Linked DNA regions of Gossypium arboreum: region 2 is linked to region 1. Evidence: chromatin contacts called from public Hi-C data. All regions are on one chromosome and are shown on one strand. The core of a region is the stretch at or near the end of the contact, and the rest is flanking DNA. Distances in the headings are between cores, read along the strand shown.

Evidence for each region. A called contact is a pair of places that touch in the nucleus more often than the background predicts.
Region 2: a contact with region 1 is called in a Hi-C map of leaf, with 2.9 times the contacts expected there. The contact joins the promoter of LOC108462411 here to the promoter of LOC108486133 in region 1. A contact is called at or near these places in 2 of 5 Hi-C or Micro-C datasets (both in leaf).

What each region holds. Positions count from the first base shown.
Region 1 is chr2:28,045,445-28,049,892 of ASM2569848v2, forward strand. LOC108486133 (lysM domain receptor-like kinase 3) reads right to left here and starts at 2,948. Exons shown (of 11, transcript XM_017789976.2): 1 at 1,631-2,948; 2 at 929-1,006; 3 at 107-406. The coding sequence starts at 2,246.
Region 2 is chr2:28,884,334-28,888,778 of ASM2569848v2, forward strand. LOC108462411 reads left to right here and starts at 2,531. Exons shown (of 11, transcript XM_017762363.2): 1 at 2,531-2,709; 2 at 3,432-3,497; 3 at 3,596-3,663; 4 at 3,913-3,946; 5 at 4,142-4,211. The coding sequence starts at 2,703.

The sequences.
Region 1 (4,448 bases), core at 1,698-4,197:
ATATTGTGCTATTAGTATTTTAATTAACTAATCTACTTTGTTTAGTATGTGATATATATAGTTCCATGCCAGTATTTCAGCTAGCAACAGATCAGAGTGTAATAACCATTTGGGATAGTAATCTGGTGGTTACTAGGTTCGCCGTTGGTTTGGGTCCAATTCTCAGACTTGCCACAAATGTATCTTCCTGAACCACAGCAGAAACTTGGCTTCCGAAGAATGTGAAACTTGTGAGAACTCCTGTCATCATGATCTTTGGCATGACTTCCTCGAGCTTCAACAAAGCAGCTCGATGATCTCAAGGAAACACAAACAACTATGCTTAATATAATGAGAGCAAGGCCAACACCCAACGCCCCGATGATCCATCCATATGGCACGTGAGCCTTAGGACTTACTTGAATTTCTGCACAAAAGTTAAAAATATACTACATTATATTTCTTGCACAATATCAAGCGAACTATTACTTACATTCCCCCCTCACCAAGGAGTGTTTACCAGACATTACTATAATTCAGGCAACCAAACAGAACAGAGGTAACATTATAACACACAAGAAAAACATAACAGCCAAATTTTTTTTTTTTTTGAGAAAGAAGAGGCACTAGCAATTCAGAACTTAAACAGAGCTAGAATCCATATCTTGTTATGTAAAACTTAAAATTTTCAATTTTGACATACATCACACTGTGAATCATGTCGTTTATTTATAGTTGTCAGCTGGTAGTTGGCATTGTACAGCTGACTTCGTTTTGCTTGTTGTACCCATCGAACATGGATGTGGGGATATGACCCGCTAAAGACACATAATAACATGGAAAAATTTAGCATGCCCATGTCAGACACATACATACCCATATTCAACACTCACACTTCAGTCCAAGTAACATGGCTTTACTTCCTTCACTTAGATTTACCAATTCATACCTGAAATTGCATCAGCTGACGGTGCAGGAACAGGTGCTGGGGGGATCTCATTCTCCACATGATACGGTTCACCAGGAACTGCAATATATATAAGCAAGCTATAGTCTAAAACTTTCTGCTATAAGAGGAGAACTAAACAGTAAGTAAATCCAACAAAATTAACAAGAGAAATGTCTATTCTCGGTATGCATTGCCAGTTGCAAACAACACACAAGGCATAATGAAAAAACACCAATTAATAGCCCTGTAATTCAAGGAAATAGATCATAAAGCAAAGACATTTGTCAATTCTAATCACAGCTATAAAACAAGAATATGCATGAACTCATTATTGCTTTCATTAATATGATATTGTTTGCATATCCGAAATCCATGACATTACCACCTTCCCTCAAAGTTCACATTATGACTTCAGATAGAAACCAAGTAGGCTCCAGTTCCAAGTCCTTAGTATACCTAATTATAAACTATGGGCAAAAATCTTATTTTACCAACTTTGTTAACTCCTGTATTTGCAAAACTTAAAGAGTTCTCAGAAACTATGCAATTATCATCAAAATCATAAATGCCCATCTCTTGAAAAGCAACTCAATATGGATATCTCCAAACAAATAGCATTCCTCATGCAAATTCCTAAGAAACCACACACAGAAAATGGTGAAAAGAATAAACAGAAAAAATTAAATGATTTTTGAGGCAAACCTGAATTCAAGGGAATATAGTACAAAGCACCAACAGTGACATTATCAGGATTTGAAATCCCATTAACTTGCTCAATACTATCCATGCTAACCCCAAATCTACTAGCTAAAGATTGCACACTGTCCCCATCTTTCATCACATAACTCATCAAGTAGTTCCACAAACTACTTGAACACCCACAAAACAGCCTCAAAGACACCACAGCTCCAATCCTTGCCGGCCTGCTAACATTTGGAACCATTGCAAGCCTATCATAAGCCTCTAAAATCATGTCATAAACATACCCTTGATTTGATCTCACTGTAAAGGTTGTGTTTGTTGCATAATTCTTGGAGGATGTCAAGCAAGAACAGTTCTTTTTTATGAATATGTAGCCATGGCTGTCCTCTCCTTCAACTGTAATGTCTTGTGGTATCACATCAAACATGCTCTGGATCACTGCTAGACTTTGGTTTCCCTGCGGCTTAAAAGCCAAAAAAGATGTGCATAATCTTGATGTGTCCGTACAATTCATGGGTATTGTAGCAGAAGAAGAATCCAAGGCATTGAGGGTTTGAACAATAAGAAGAAAGATTAATGGTAGAAGAATCCCAAATTGTGAAACCTTAGGATCCATTTTTCTTGTTTCTAACAAAAAAAAAAAAAAGAAAAGTTTGAAACTTTGAGCTAAAATTAAGTGCAAAAAATAGATAAAAAATAGAGTTTGATCAAACAACTCGGCCTAAAAGGGTTAACACAAAAAAGTTTAGGACTAGATAGAGAGAAAACTAGATCAAACATAAATTAGACTTGATAAAAGTTTGAGCAAGGTTTAGCTTTTGCTGTAAATGATGAGCAAGAAGTATGAATCTAAAACAAAATCAGACAAAGAGAAGCAAAGGGTCAGTGAAGAAACTAGAGCTAAGTTCACGAAAATCCTGGCTTTTACTATTTCTTTTCCTTGAAGAGGTTAAAGAAAATGGTAGATTTAGATAGATGGTAGTAAAAAAAGAAGCTCAAAGAAAATATATTGGAAGATTAGAGGGAAAATGAAAGTGAGATTTTTGCTAAGCAAAAATGGAAGGTGGGGATTTAAGCTTCAAATTTTAAGGAGGTTTGAAGGACACAAGTAGAAAGGAATGAGATGACTCTAAACAGAGCATGTTCGACTGTTTTTATTTTTCTTTTTCTTTTTTTCCCTCTGTTGCGGTTGGTAACTCCTTAATTCAGTCCTTCACTGTAAAAAGGGAAAGGGAGTCTCAAATACATACAAACAGGAAGCCATCCCCATCCACTTTCATAGCTATTTGCTGCCCCGCACTGCCCTGCCCTGCCCACCTTTCCTTGAATATTTTCGTTTTTTTTATTTCTAACAAAGTTTGTCCATTTTAATTAAGTTTAATTATAAAAAATTATAAATTATTAAAATAATAAAATTATATTTTTTATTATCGTAAAAATATATTATTAAAATCGAATCTTTCTCAAATTTTCAGACTTTGCTCCGGCACACATACATATATTTATATGAATAGAAAATTAATACAATACTCATGATATGTGTTAATTCTTGATTATATTGATGAAGTTAATTGTTTAATATATTTGTGTTTTATGTTTAAAATTTATTATGATTAAAATTTTAATAATTTATAATAATTTCATTTACATATGAAAATTTATTCTAATAACTGAATTAATGCTTAATTATCTTACTATACCAAGTCAATAAAAATAAAAATATAAACTAAATCAAATTTATATATTTTAAAAATGAGGATAATATAAAATGCAGTAAAATTTCGAAAAAATACTTAAATTTCTATGATTCAACTAAAAAGAATAAAAAGTATTTATTAAATTTATTGTCAAATCAACTGAATTTCTTTCATTCAAAGTGCATTTTGCAATTGTCTACGGAATACTTCAGAAATGGTATTAAAAATGTAGTACTTTCACTAAATATTTTTAAACCCACTTTTATTCTAAATTAATTTCTAAATTTTAAATTATTCTAATAAAATTCTTAAAGCATCTCGGTTATATTAATTAGATTCTTTTATTATTAAAATTGTTAATTTAACTATTAAATTATATATTAAATTTTATGTAACATCATTTTAAATAAAACATTATAAAAATATTTTAAAAATCTAATCTTAAAATTTTCGAATCTTTTATAAAACTTTTATCTTACATTTCTTTTTTATTATTTACAAGATACAAATATGATATAACAAAATACATAAATCTCTCTCACACACAAGAAACACTCAAAAGGATTGGAAGGGTAAATTGGGAAATAAAATTCACGGGGCATTGAGTGTTGGGAAAAGGATTGGCACAAGTTGTGAAGAGCTGGAATTGAGAAAGATAGTTGGTTGGGCCCCGCAATTAGGCGCCATTTTTATAAGATTGATCGCCGATCATTTCCCAAACTGATCGCCTTACTTACCTCACTTATCCACACTTTCACGTTGTCGAAGTCAATCGTTGCACATTTCAAACACCTTCGCTTGTAAGGTTTGACTCAATTTGACCATTAATTTGCTATCCTTTCGAATGATTAATATAACCTTCCATTATAATATATTGTTGGTATCATCTATATTCTATATTATAGATAATAAGGTGCTTAAATTCTAATTGTTTAAAAATAAATATTGTCTATTATTTAAATTTCAAAATTAATATTTTCTAAATTGACTGTAATTAAATTTATTTATTATCTTTTAAAGAAGGTTAAAATTGGACATTTGAATATATTTCTAAAGAAGAATATATAGAAAGAGATCGAACGAGCGACATTTACTTACAATTAATGGTTGTATTTTTTTTT
Region 2 (4,445 bases), core at 1,281-3,780, 840 kb after region 1:
ATTAATTCTCAGGTTTAGAAATAGGTGGTTGGGAAGATGACCCAGCTTGGTAGAACAAAGATCTTGGAGGTGTTTGCGTCACAAATGGTGAATGAGCATAACTATATTGAGTTTCATACACCGATAGAATAACCATTGGACTCTCCATCGGTGCCTGAAACATAGACGGCTTATAAGTCGTCGTTAGAAAAATAGATGGCATGGGCATGTAATACATCGGGGATGGATGTCTAAGAGTCTAACCTAACATAGGACTAGATGCAAAAAAAAAAATGTGGTGCAACATATGGTACTTATGTGTGGGTGTTTATGATGGACCCGCCTAGCCAGCCCTTGGATTTAAAGGAGGTCATCGTGGCCTACTCGTATAGGGATATTGACGCCTTGCCTCTTCCCCGTACAAATATGGCTTGTCATGGATCCTAATCCATGGCATATACTGTGGATCGCATGCTAGCTGTAGAACGATAATAGGTTTGTAAGTAGGTAAAAAATTATGCCGATTATTCCACATATTGATATGTTGGGAGTGGAATATCGGCCAATTCTCATCCAGCCACCGCAAGTCAATAGGATGCAGATTATTAAGGTCTTGAGGTGACACGGAAATCAATTATCAAAATCCAAACTGCTGTAACACTCTATCGGTCTCTTGCATCTTAATGGTAGCATACATTACCAATGGGACCTTTATGTGCCATACGTTGGGATTCACAAATAATTCCTCGAGGATGACTTCTCGAATTGGCGAATTCTCATATAGTGTCCATTCAAACTATATTAACGTGATAAAAATTAGTTATATTTATACTACTAAATACGAAATCACCTACGTTAAGATTTTATAGTTAAAATTTTAAATAAATACATACCTCCACTTTCGATCGTTAGTCTAATAGAAGCCGCATATCTTGAAGCTCAGTAGGTAATCTCACGTGACTTGACGTATGGTTCCACTTATTTAAATAACTTCTTAGCATAATAATTTTAATTTAAATAAATTTTATCATAGCAATATCTACTGAATTTTACCTTGTTACAAGTGGGAATATATACAGGTAGTTGGCTCGAGGACGTAAAAATGGAAACCAGTACAACACCATAATTGTAGTAGTAAAAGGTAACCATCAATTTTGATTTTTCTTACTTGCGTTGCCTTACACATCTCTCGGTACAATGTGGCAAACACGGTGGACCCTCAATTAAGTTCGCCCGCTCTTCTAAAATCGACGAGTTTCAGCAGCCACCTTAGATGGACGAGATTTCGTGACTTATTCGGCTTCAAGATGCACCCGATGATCTAAAGGATGTACGTCTGAGCGTATCATTCTCTTTCGACTTCAATCGAATCCTCATCCAACCCCGCAAAATTTTTTTGTATCCAAGCGATTTTGATTTGACCTCCATAAATCGTCTCTAGAGCCAAACCCAAAAGATCACCACATACGGCTATCCAATCAGAAAATTGAACAAACCTAGCGACTATCGATCCATCCATCGGTAACCCTAACTGTAAATGTACGTCATCCAGAGTAATAGTACACTCGTCGCATGGAAGATAAAATGTGAGCATCTCTGGTCTCCACTTCTCTACCAACGTGCTTACGAGTTTCGGGTCCAACTTACACCCCTAGCCTACAAGGACCATGTGCCAAAAACCGGCTTCCCTCAAGTATGGTTCTATCAACGGGGATGGAGGACCAGATAGATTACGAATATGGCATTGTAAAATTCGATCTTTCGCCTATTTACGTAAAAATATACAAAATATTAAGTTAAATTATAACAATGAAATAAAAAAATTGAACAAAATTGAAATTTATTAAAATTTATTTTACCATTTGTAATTGATTGGCGAAAATGTGCTTGTCATCAAGACAATTAAAAAATATAGAACACGAATTAATTTTTAAAAAAATATTTTTAGAAAATATTAATAAAAATCTAATAAAATAGAATTTAGATAGAAATAGAATTTTAGTAATAAATTTAAGAGAGAATTTGAGAGATTTTTGAGAGAATATTGTGAGCAATTAGTAGGGGTTTTATAGTTTTTTTACTGTGGGGGTGCAAATGACTACTTAAAATAGATGTTGAAAATGTAGTCGTTGGGGGAAGGTGTTGCGGGACGCATTTTTCATTAACGCTTCCAGCTAGAAGCATTTTACTTGTGACATGCAGAAAGAGCTTCCAGCTGGAAGTGTTTTACTGGTGACACGCAAAAAGCGCTTCCAACTGGATGCATTTTTTGGGTTTCTCCTGAAAATGCTTCCAATTGGAAGGTTTTATCTAAATCGGCTCATTTCCGTTAAAGTTAAAAAATTCGGTTTATTTCCTTAATTTTAAAAATAACATTTATTGGTATTTTAGTCTAAAATAAAAGTATAAATATGATATATAATTAACCATTGCTAAATATTTAATAATTGGTTGAGGAAAATAAGAGAGTGTAAAAATTAGTTAAGCAGCTAAGGTAGAATACTCTTTCTTTAGTTGGGTAAAACAATAAAACTGGAGTAAAATAGGGAGTAAAGTATAACGTGAAACGGTGCGTTTCCAGGTGAATATTTCTATTAGGTTTTTATGGAGCTGAAGTGTCCATGGAAACTGTGAGCTTCGATCTTCATCTCTGAGAGGAAAAGCATAATCAAATCCAAAAATACACAAAAACATAAAAGGAGTATTTTCTCAAATTCATAACCATGACTGGTAATTCTTTTTTCTTTTTAACTCATTATTATTTAAACTTTACTTTTTCTAATCTAATTCTTGCATTGAATTGCTTATCAAATTTGTTTAGGCCGCCTTCCAACTATCTGCAATGGAGCAAACTTTTTCCTTTTCCTTTTCTATACATCTTAATAATCATTTGGGTTTTTTTAGGGTTTTCTTCTAGCAATTTGCTTTTGTTTCTTTAAAGAGTAATATAAAGCAATAAGCTTTTTTTAGATAATCAAAGATACCCAGAAGCTGCAAATGCAATGAAAATTTTTGGGGTTGAAATGCAATGTTCTTTTCTTTTTTTAAATCCTTCCGGAGCTTTTGAGATCTGGTTTTTGTAAATTAACATGAAATTTATCTCATAATGACCGAGTTTTTAAAATCAAAGCAAGTATTAGTGAAGCAAAAGTTGTAAAAGTACTGACTTTGAGAGAAACTCAGGCACAGATTGGTGGCTCAACCCCATAAATCGTCCATCAACCTTAAGTTGTAAGAGAACTAACAAATATAGGTACCCTATTCATAAAAGATACAACTTTACTTTCTTCCCTAGCATCTATCTAAGGGAATGAAATATGATCAACCTGACATTTACTAATATTGGTTACACTTTATTTAATCAATTGATGGAGGGATTTGATGCTGTTTTGAGATTGGTTCATGGTGTGCTTCCTTCAACATGAATTGACTTATCTGAGTTATGTTTACAGATCACTTGCAGGAGCAGGAGATGGAAATTGAAGCCCTGGAAGCAATACTTATGGATGAATTCAAAGGTTCAACGTCTTGCCCTTCTTTCTTGGGCTTGTCTTTTTTCTATCTGCAAGAATTTCCTGTCCCTCCTGACCTGTTATGATTGTTGTTCTCATATCAGAAATTCATTCTGGTGAAAGTGGGCTAAACACTTCGAATAGGTGCTTCCAAATAACATTATCTCCTCAGGTGTGTTTTATCCCAGAAATAACGTTATCTGCATTTCTGTAATATTCTAGTTTCTCATGGTGATCTTACAATGCCATGGCCTAGTAGCGGTAGAGTTGTTTGCTGAGTAATAATGCCCATCTAAATGATTTAGTATGTTTGGCTTTTGTTTAAAGCTACTGTTTAAACAGCATTAGCTATTCTTAGTGACTCTTATGCCTTGGAAACTAATTTTCCTTTCATCTAATTACCTCGTTTTGTATTTAACAGGATGATGATACAGATCAATCAACCACCCTACCAGGTTATTCTTTTAATTCATCTAACATATTGTAGCATACTATATTTATGTTCAGCCACACTTTCAGGCAGACACAGATAAATTTATAACATCAAATTTGACTCAATTTGTTTTATTTGGGAATTCTTTTTGCTGCCCTTTGTTCAGGATTTTCCTTTTCCTTGTGAATGTAAGCTGTTATCCTAACTTCTTTTGCAGTTCTGCTGGCTTTGATTTTCTCGCATACTGAAAAATATCCAGATGAGCCTCCACTTCTGAATGTAAAAAGGTCAGTATCTCCTTTCCGTGCAACAAGCCAATATGCATGGCACTGTCTAATAAAGATATTTGTGACAGTCCCCTGCTTTCTCAAATGATCTGAGAAGCAAAATTTTCCCCCGTTTGAATCTAATTTAACCATCTTGATTGGAAGAAAGGAATAGCTTTTAGTCTAATGGGCTCTGCCTTAAAAACATGAAGTTATTATGAATTTTGGCCACTAGGTTGAGAATTTTCCATCCTC